Regions from separate parts of the Cricetulus griseus genome. Here region 1 is linked to region 2. Evidence: chromatin contacts called from public Hi-C data. All regions are on one chromosome and are shown on one strand. The core of a region is the stretch at or near the end of the contact, and the rest is flanking DNA. Distances in the headings are between cores, read along the strand shown.

Region 1 (5,420 bases), core at 214-2,713, 280 kb before region 2:
ACAACATGAGGAACTGTATCAAAGGGTTGAAGTGTTAGGAAGGTTGAGAACGGCTGTTCCAGAGAGCAGAAGGGTTTTTAATCCATTGTCAGGATAAAAATTCTTAGATAGGGAAACATTCTTTTATTGTTATCATCATTGACTCTATCGTATCTTACATGAATGCTTGCACCTCCATCCTGTAATTTTGCCTACTCTCAGAAAGCCCTCCAATTCTCCTCCTGTTTGGTGAAATCATCTTTCAAACATGACCCCTCCGTGAGTCTTTTTTGATTTTCTTAGTCACAGTGAACTGTTTCTTCTCCTGGATTCTCAGAGGACTTTGGTTTTTTTCTGGCTGAATTTAGCTCAGTAAAAAAAAATTTCTGTAAATTTGCATGTCTCATTCAGCAAATAGAAGTCATTTTGCTTGGACTGAATGGCCCCTAGTGTCAAGTAGGTTGTTTCAAGAGGGCCCACAAATAACTTACTGGCAGAGGGGCAAGCTGGTGAGAGACTAAAAAGTATTTTGTCCAGAGCCAGGCATGGAAATGCATGCCTGTAATTCTGGAGCTGGAGGCAAGAGGATCTGAGTTTGAGGAGAACCTGATCTAGAAAGCAAGATCCTGTCTCAAAGGATGGGGGGAAAACGTAGAAAGAGAGGGAAACAAACAAACCCCACATTGTTCAGTTAGCACATGAAAAAATATCATTTGAATTTTCCCTAAGAATTCTCATCCAATGTGTATGAGCGATTTAATAAAACCGATGGGTCTACAAACAGCAACACAGCCTTACCTAGAAATGTCATATATCTCAAAAAAAAGTACCCCACACTCTGAGGGTGTGTGGCAGGAGAGGGTATTATTGGGTCGAGGGTAGGAACTGGAAATCCCAAAGCTTATCGACCACTCACTATTGTGTTCAATTTTGTTCCCTCCAGTCATCTTGCCACTCACTCTTCACGACCTGCAGTTCACCTGTGGATAAACGGCACCAAGACAATAACAACTAAGTCCTTAACTCTTGTTTTTTCTTTAATAGACGATTATTTAAGAATAGCAGAGAACAGAGCCTGCACATTCTCTTGAAGCTGTCAAAAAAAAAAAAAAATCCCCAACCTTTTTGTACAGGGAATTAGAGTCTACAATCTCATCACCTCCTCCAGAAGTTTCGATCTAGACATACATTTGTTCAGTGAGTTGCAATTTAGCCTAGGGTGGAGTGTCAAAGTTTAAGTCCCTTTTGCTACCGGGTAACTCCAGTTCTTTGTGGTTTCTATACATAAAAGAGATGCTGATAAATTTGGGACGGGATTGCCTAATTGGACTAGTCTTCCCTTTCCCTTGACTAGTGCTTGTAACTGGGCCCCTTTAAGAGGCCAGAAATGCGTGGGCGTCGCAGCCCTATGGATCCTCTTCGATGCTCCTCCCCTGTCCGCTCGGCGAATGGTTCGCGCCGGCCTATATTAACCCGAGATCTTCCTCCCGGACGGCAATGATGTGAGGCGGGCAAGCCGGCCACTGCGCGTATGACCACAGAGGGCGCGCTGCAGACCGCCGAGCACCCCGAAGCGGAGTCGGATGCCCCCGGAGGGAAGCAATGAGGTAGCGGCAGTCCCTGGGAGCTGACAATGCGCGCGTCCTGCCTTCGGAGCCCCGCGCTACCCTGGCCAAGCCGGCTGAGCGCCAGTCCCCGGTGTCCCCTCGGAGCGAGGATGCAGTGAGCCGCGGGACTGCTGTGCCTGGCCCGCCGCGGCCAGCCGGACCACTCGGACAGCACTTAGGGCAAGCTGCTTATTCCGGGACCAGCCCAGCCGAGGGGCTCGCCCTCTCCCGCACCCACTGAGGGTGGGGAGCATCGGCTCCTGGGCGCACTGCTGTAGTTTCCGCGGCTCCTGGCCCTGGCCCAAGACTTGTGTGTGTGTCACGTTCGCTGAAAGAAGAGTTCCTGCTTATTCTCTCACCACTCCGGGTGCTTTGGCCGAGCCCCCTCCCCCGCCCCCCGCTTCTATTTATTTGCACGCACTCATATGGCTTTTTTCTAAAATATTTTCCGTTCCGCTCCCGCTCTCTTTTATTTTGTAGCTTGCCTGAGACTTTTATCCTGGTCCTCATCTGTAAAATATTCTCTCTCTCTCTCTCTCTCTCTCTCTCTCTCTCTCTCTCTCTCTCTCTCTCTCTCTCTCTCTCTCTTTCGCTCTCTCTCTCTCCCCCTCCCTCCCTCCCTCCCTCTCTCTCCTGAATATTTTTTCTTTCTAATATTATATACCCCTCTCCCACACCCGCTGCGGGGTTCTCAAGCACTATCTGGCTGCCTCCATCTCCCTGTCCCGGCTGTGCTCCCAGCTCGACTTTTATTTTCCGGGCTTGCCCGGGCCAAGCGCAGCCGGGGCTGGTGGCCCTGCGGGGCTCGCACCCCGCGCTCGGCCGCCCCCGCCCAGCCGCTCCCGGGCGTCCTCCGGAGATGCTGCCGTGGAAGAAGCACAAGTTCGAGCTGCTGGCCGAGGCGCCGCCGCGGCAGGCGTCCAAGCCTAAGGGCTACGCTGTGAGCCTGCACTACTCCGCACTTAGCTCCTTGGCTAGGGCCTGCCCGGAAGGCGCGCTCAGCCGGGTGGGCAGCATGTTTCGCTCCAAGCGCAAGAAACTGCACATCACCAGTGAGGACCCCACTTACACCGTGCTCTACCTGGGTAATGCTACCACCATCCAAGCGCGCGGCGACGGTTGCACGGACCTAGCGGTGGGCAAGATCTGGAGCAAGAGCGAGGCAGGCCGTCAAGGCACGAAGATGAAGCTGACGGTGAGCGCGCAAGGCATCCGCATGGTGCACGCCGAGGAGCGAGCGCTGCGGCGCCCGGGCCACCTCTACCTGCTGCACCGCGTCACCTACTGTGTGGCAGACGCGCGGCTGCCCAAAGTCTTCGCCTGGGTGTACCGGCATGAGCTGAAGCACAAGGCAGTAATGCTACGCTGCCACGCGGTGCTTGTATCCAAGCCGGAGAAGGCTCAGGCCATGGCCCTGCTGCTCTACCAGACGTCTGCCAACGCTCTGGCAGAGTTTAAACGTCTAAAGCGGCGGGACGATGCGCGTCACCAGCAGCAGGAGCTGGTGGGTGCACACACCATCCCTCTAGTGCCGCTGCGTAAGCTGCTCTTGCACGGACCTTGCTGTTACAAGCCGCCAGTGGAGCGCAGTCGCAGCGCTCCCAAGCTAGGCTCTATCACCGAGGACCTGCTTGGGGAACAACAGGAGGAGGAGCTGCAGGAGGAAGAAGAAGAGGAGCACCTCGAGGGCTGCCTGGAGGAGGAGGAAGAAGACCGTGCGGGGGATGGGGACCCAGCAGAGGAAGACACTGAGGCACAGAGGGCGCTGGTGGTGGCTATGCACTTGGAATGTGGGGACTTGCTGGACCCGCTGGAGAATGGCCACGAGGAGGCGTTGGGGGGCAACGAAGTTTCGCTGGGCCCCAGCTCCGGGACATCACCTCCTTTGCCGGGCTGTGCCTCCGACATGAAGGCCCAACTGTCGCAGCTTATTAGTGACCTGGGCGACCTTAGCTTTGGCAATGATGTGCGCACCCTGGAGTCCGACTTAAGGGTGACACGCCTGCTGTCGGGCGAGAGCACGGGCAGTGAGAGCTCTATCGAGGGTGGAGGCCTGGACGCCACCTCTGCCACCTCTGGCAAACCCTCTGGTCCTGCTGATGGCACCAGCCTAGATGAGCCCTACTCCGGCTAAGCTCCCAGACAACTTCTCCGTGCGCCTGGCACCCCACAGTGGCTCCCCGGCCATAGTACTATTCCCCCTAACCTCCAGGAAAGGGAAATTTATGCACTTGAGGTCCAGACCTGAGTTTGGAATTCCCAGGGGCTGCTTCTCTCCCATCTTGCCCCAGCACTTTTGGCTCTGAGATGGTTCAGGAGAGACAGGCACTACAAGCGAGAGACAGGCAGGCCCTCTGGGGTGGGTGAGACTATGGAAATGGGAGAGCTGGCTGAAGTTGGAAAAGGCGAAGGGCGGGCTAGAGGTGCCCAGCAGCCAGTTTCCTGTTTGTGAGGCAGCTGGAGCTTGGGAAGGAGGGGTAACTTCCTCTCCAGACCCCCCGACTGGGAGGCCTCTCTCTGTCATCAATATCTCATTAACAAAGTCACTCTCATAATATTGGAGGCTTTGCTGGCACTAGCTTACCTGCCCCCAGTTCTTTTGATTATGAGAGCTTGGACTGTTTACCTCAGACTAAAAACTCTTGAAAGGATGCCAAATTTCTCAAATAACTGTACTGGGGAGGGCAGGGTATGAAAGTTGTGTTTTGTTTACAGTTAAAGACATCTAATATCTAAAAAAGAAAAAAAAAAGGAATTTTCCTTTAGAAATACACACCTCCCTCCTGTCCCAAAGAGTGTACTCCATGATGCTGTGTAAAATATTTTTGCACCTTTGTGAAGTATTTTTGACTTTTTTTTGTACATAACTGTTGTTCTCAGAGCTGAATGTTTATATATCTTTTGCTGTGCAAAAGATAGCTGTAAAATGTTGTTAAGTTGTATATACAGAAATGTGTATAAAACATTTTGTTATTTTTTGAGCAGCATTGTTTTGGTTCCGTATGCATGTCAGTGGGGTGAGAATAAAGAGGAAAAGCTGTCAGAAAAACCTCTGAAAATGCTGCCCAAGATGACTGGCGGTGAGGTGTCAGGGAGTGTGTGCCTCCACCCATAGTGTGGTCCTGATGGGGCTTGGAAAGGAGATGGTGAAACCATATTTCCCATCTTCTAGAGTGCTTTGGATCAGACAATTGGGGTGTTATGTCTGGGACCAGCCTTCTGCATAGTTCATATTCTCATTGTATGTGTGGGGTTTTGCTTGTTTGTTGCTATTGAGACAGGGACTCATTCTGTAAACGCTACCTGGCCTGGAACTCCATAATATAGACCAGGCTGGCCTTGAACTCAGAGATCTACTTGCTTCTGCTTCTCAAGTGTTGGGATCAAAGATGTGAACCACTATGCTGGCATATGGATTTTTTTTCTTTAAGTGAATTTTTGGAGAGATCAGAGTAAACTCAATTGCCCACACTCTTTAGATGGGAATGGCTGTTTACTGAGTGACTCGATATGTGCTTTTTTTTTTTTTTTTTTTGGCCACCTCCCTGGGGTCAGCCTAATGATCAAGTATAAGCTTGATATATAATCTTTTTCCTCTGCAGATTGCCACAGTGCTTTGGAGACTGACTAGCACTCTAAAAGGGACTCTGTGGAGTGAGGTCTGCTTTGCTTTTCTCCCCAGAAGAAAAAAAGAAAAAAGCAAATAGAAAAGTCGTAGGTTCCAGATACCCAGGAGTGAGTCATGGTGCAGGTGGGGTTGGGGGAGACAGCATGAACAGCCTGTTTCCTTCCCTTACAGTCCAGCCTGGCTCAGTGGGAATCCATCAGAGAACA
Region 2 (5,234 bases), core at 1,027-3,526:
GTTCTTTCCACCCTCTGTCTCTGGAGACAAGGGCTTTCCAGATCAAATGTGTGCGTGGTCTACATTTTCACACTTCTATTAAGTTAGTTACATAGAATTGGGTTTTTAAGTTCTTTTAAAACTTATCAATTTTCGCATGACCTTTTTCAGGGAGGAGATGAGTAAATGTCTATTCACCCCAGACAGGGCACTGTTATTTCTCAGGAAGTACATATGTCCAGAAACAGCATCTTGGCCCAGCTCAAGCTGGACTACAGAAGAAGTACTTAAAAAAAAAAAAAGGAAAGTCCAGCATTCCCCAGGAACACTGGAATGGGTTCCTGCCTGCCAGAAGGGACATATGGCTTTCCATTGACATGTCAAAGCCCAGGCTGGCCTCCAGGCTCCCTCAGTCCCTGTTTACAAGTACCCACTGGCATCCTGGCCCTCTCACCTCCTCCTCCTCTACCCTAACCTCCAGGCTACAGTTCACAGGTTTCCCTCTCCCCACAGCCACTGCTCCTCCCTATAACCTGCATGATATTTCCATGTCCTGCTTCCCTAGCTCTGGCCATGTACAACCTGCTTGCTTTTCTCTCTGCTCTGAATTCTTCCAGATGCCCCTGGAATAAAAATCTTCTCTCTAATCCCAGAGTGGCCATTTCAATGAGTTGTCTCTTTACAGCATCCTCTCATACAGCATCAACTGGCAGACCAAAGAAAAGCAATTAGTTTGATGGGTGACACAAAGGTAGTGGCATCTCCAAAGAGCACACCCTAGCATGGGTGACAGCCGACCAAAGCTACGTCCTGAGGTTCCCACCTTGTAGGCAGCTCCACTGAAGAGCGATGCCTGCTCAGCAGCAATTGCTTACCACTTATAACCTTGGGAGGGGGCTGCATAGATCTTATAACTTCTAAGTGTCCCAAGTCTTGTGTTATTAGCTTCATAAGTCTTAGGAGCCTTCTTTCATCAGGGAGTGTTTCAATTCAAGGAAAACAGATAACAAATACAATAAAGGTATCATACAGGTAGAGGTAGGTAGAAGACCAAAACTGAAAGAAAATATATCTCACAGGTTAATGGAAGACCAAAAGTGAAAATATACCTTTCAGGTTAAGGCTTCTTCTGTTTATAGCCAAAACAGTTCCTACCTGTGCCTGTCTAAGAGTTAAATCACTGAGTCCTGTGAGAAATCCCTGATAATTAAGGCTTCCATTTGTAATCAGGAATAAGTTCCTGGTCTGATATAAACTGCTGTAACTCTCATTCACTTGATGTGTGTTTTTCCCTGTGATCTGTATTCTTTCCTTTGTTCGTCCCCTTTGATTGTGTCCTTTAAACAATAGATAGCCACCACCCCCTCACCCCTGTGAACACCTTATCTCTCCTAAAAAGGGAGACCAGTGGGGGATATTCTCAAAACCCCCCCAACTAAGGGGGGACAGCCAGCTGGCCAGCCTCAGGTACATCCAAATACAGCTTGCTTTAATTCAGACCATCATGGACTCCGTCCTGTCTTTCTCAAGAATTTCAGGGTTTACAGTAGGAGTAGCCCCCAGCAAGATTTTGAGCTTTGTTGGGTGATTGGCAATTAGATGGCACCAAGTGAAGACTATAGCAACCAGGAACTTTGTGGAGACCCCAACAGCTAGAAACAACTCAAACTCCTGTGTGTAAAACCTTCCTGATTGTATCCTTCTGATGTGGGAAAGCCTGCTTGTCTAGGGCCACCATAGTGGGAAGGAAAGCAGAGCCCTGATTGGAAACTTTCTAAAAATAAGATTGTGTGTAGATTGTGTGTGTGTGTGTGTGTGTGTGTGTGTGTGTGGTGGTGGTGGTGGTGGTGGTGGTGGTGGTGGTGGTGGTGGTGGTGGTGGTGGTGGTCAGGTGCCTGAAGAGGGCATCAGATCCCCTGGAGCTGGAGTTACAAGCAGTTGTGAGCTGCTTGACTAGGAACTGAGTCCAGATCCTTTGAAAGTATAGCAAGCACTCTTAACTACTGAGCCTCTCTTGAGCCCCTGGGAACTTTTTTGGCAGGCTGGATTTGATTGAAAACTCCTCCTGATTTCCTTCCCATGTGAGACCATCCTAACAGCACCAGGGCAGTCACTGTCAGGCTATTTGCTTTGTGCCAGAATGGGTTTGACCCATCAAATTTCTTCCTATTTCATTTGCTTTAAATTATTTCAAAAACCAAAACCACAGATTTAAAACTCGCATATACACTGCAAACTATGTTTGCCTAATCATTGTGTTTATGAAATGACTCATGTCTCACAGCTTGTCCTGCTGCCGAGCTAGCTCCCTGCTCTGTGCAGGCTCTGAGCTCAACCCCCATTGTCTTTTCCCATAAGAGCCTGAGGCCACAGGCCTGGAGGTAATCCACACAAGGGCAACTAATGACAGGGAAAGAGTTCTTCCCCAGCTCCTCCCCAGCCCAACCCACAGTTACCAGGTCTGATTCAAAGGAGAAGTAAAATAGATGTTTGACAATGTCTAGGATTGGGGGCTGAAAAGATGGTTCAGTGGTTAAGAGCACTGGCTGCTCTTCCAGAGGACGTAGGTTCAGTTCCCAGCAATTACATGGTGGCTCACAACCAACTATAGTGGGATCTGATGCCCTCTTCTGGTATAAAGTTGCACATACAATGCAGACAGAGCACTCATACTCATAAAACAAATAAATCTGTTCTTTTGGAAGCTCTGCCTAAGCACCACCTCCCAAACCCTTCTTTCAGAATGCTCTCCAAGATCTTCTCAAGACCATGTATGTAGGATATTTAAGCTGTGTTCCATAGACCTACCATGTGATTTCTCTTCCTTCCTTCCTTCCTTCCTGCCTTCCTTCCTTCCTTCCTTCCTTCCTTCCTTCCTTCCTTCCTTCCTTCGTTCTTTTCATCCTTCCTCCAAAATCACCCAGGAGTGCTTTGCCCAAATTAAAGCTGCTCTTATTAATTTGTCTTGATTTGGCTTATTGCATTGGCAGAGAAACTTAATACCAGGATTCAAAAATACTTATCAAAATATTTTTTTGAATGTGTTTTAAAAACACACAAAATGTCTAGAACTATATAACTCAGTCGTTCACTCAGTCATCAATGACTGAGGAGTGATGGTGAAGGCCCCACTCTACACTTCCCCAGAGGACACAAACATCAAGTAAGTAATTCCATACCTTAGTATAAGCTGGAGGCTTCCCCAGGAGGTGATGACCCAGCCAAGAGCTGGAGGAAGCAAAGGAGTATGTCAGGATCCCCAGAGCCTAGCCAGCCCTTCACACTCAGCTCTTGAGTACACAGTGAGAGACAAGAGCAACTGAGTTGCCTGACCCTAACCTGGGCCTACTCAGTAGCCATGGTGGACTGAACACCCAAGCCCAGCAGAGGCACATGTGATTTTTATGTCCACATCAACAACAGCACAAACAGCTACATCAAACTGTCAACAAAAGCATAAAACCCAAGAATCAGAGGACTCAGAAGTAGAGAGCCTAGAGCACCCCATCTGAAGGCTGACTGACAGCCTTGTAGGCAACAGACAGATTCTAATTGTTTTTAGTAGCTCACTGAAGGATGGAGGGAAGACTCATTTCTTTCTGCCAACATTGCTTCTACTTCTCAAGCTGGGGACCTCTTCCTTGGGAAATGAATAACTGCTGTTTTACAGTTTCAAGATGAGTCTATCAATAGAGAAGAGAATCTTTCTCTCTCTCTCTCTCTCTCTCTCTCTCTCTCTCTCTCTCTCTCTCTCTCTCTCACACACACCACACACACACACACACACACACACACACACACACACACACACACACACACACAGCCTTTCCACCTCATTCCTGAAGATCTTCTGAAGCCTGCTCCCTAGCATCTCCTCTGGAAAAAGATGTAAAGTGTGTGTGTCCCCACACCCACCCCCACCCCCACCCCACAAGCACCTTGTAACCTTGACTCTTCATCAGTGCAGACCTCTCAGCTCAGGGTCTAAACTGCACATCATGATGATCTTATGAAACCAGGCTACAGAAACGGGGACAAATGGCTAACTGTGGTACCTATTAGCATCCTAAAGCGCATGCTGGCCTCCAGGCTCAGCTCACTCAGTACCTGTGGCTCATCTCAGCCTTTCTCACTCTGCCCCCTACCCTAAACCTCTCCAGTTCATGGACTTCTCATTCCTATATAACCCTGCCCTTTCAGCCATGTGCTGTCTTGGTTCTCTCTCTCTTCCTCCCCCTTCCCCCCCCCCCCGTCTGTCTTCTCTTCCCCCAACCATGGTCATGTTCGGTCTACTAGTTTCTCTTCCTGCTCTGGACTCTTCCAGATGCCTCTGGCTGAACTCTCTGTCGCATCTACAATAAGAATGTTCCCTTCAATACCTTGGAGCCGTCATGTCCTCACTTTCTACGTTTTTAATGCACATGTTCATTTTCTCTGGGCTTCGGGTAGAGGTTTTGCCAGTTCAGTTGGCTGGAGAAGCAGAGACTCTCTTAGGGGAAGCCAGATTGGCAAAGCTATTTCAGAGGCTGCTTGGAGACAGTTGGAAAAATCCTTCGGTAGAGTAGTTCAGGTCCTTAGCCAAACACTGGAGTTGCTAAGGCACCTGACACTTACATTCCTCTTGCTGTCTTTATTGAGTTTTCAGTGATGAAAGGAACTCATCTGTGTTTTCCTTAAAATGTCTCCCAGTTTCACCATGTCTTGATTACTTTTCTATTGCTGTGATAAAACACCATAACCAAGGCAACTTTAAAAGAAAGTGTTTAATTTGGGGTTCTCAGTTCCAGAGGATGAGAGTCCATGGCTGTCATGGCGGGGAGCACGGCAGCAGAAGGCAGGAATGGAGCTAGAGCAGTAGCTGAGAGGGCTCATCTTGATCTGCAAGCGTGAGGCAGAGAGAAAGAGACTGAAACTGACATGAGCTTTTGGAACCTCAAAGCCCATCCCCCAGTGACAAACCTCCTCCAACAAGCCACACCTCCAAGTCCTTCCCAAGCAGTTCCACCAAATGGTGACCAAGTATTCAAGTATATGAGCGTATGGGGGCCATTTTCATCAAGCCACCATGAATGCCATTGACTTTTTTTTTTTCCATTTCTAATGCTCCACTTCATGTTCATGTGATTCCTAGTGGGTTTTAAAAACTTCAGTGGGGGAAACTTACAGGGAGCAAGGAACACTTAAGAGACTAAAATGAAATTAGGATGAGTGGCATGATAGAGCATTGCACACTTTGGTGGGGTGGGATACAAATG

What was found. Hi-C and Micro-C count contacts between places; a contact is called where the count stands out from the background.
Region 1: a Hi-C map of fibroblasts shows a contact between it and region 2, with 2.6 times the contacts expected there. The contact joins the promoter of Fam43a here to the enhancer-like site in region 2. A contact is called at or near these places in 3 of 8 Hi-C or Micro-C datasets (the CHO-K1 cell line and fibroblasts).

What each region holds. Positions count from the first base shown.
Region 1 is chr4:58,848,374-58,853,793 of CriGri-PICRH-1.0, reverse strand. Fam43a (protein FAM43A) reads left to right here and starts at 1,463. Exons shown (of 1, transcript XM_027412893.2): 1 at 1,463-4,570. The coding sequence starts at 2,446. The coding sequence ends at 3,720.
Region 2 is chr4:58,565,838-58,571,071 of CriGri-PICRH-1.0, reverse strand. No RefSeq gene overlaps it. Among named protein-coding and RNA genes, the nearest start is that of Xxylt1, 200 kb to the right of the region's middle. Within about 2 kb of position 2,276, at least 2 of the 6 cell types and tissues checked have open chromatin away from gene starts, as enhancers often do. A contact at or near this core is called in the CHO-K1 cell line and fibroblasts, where this site is marked.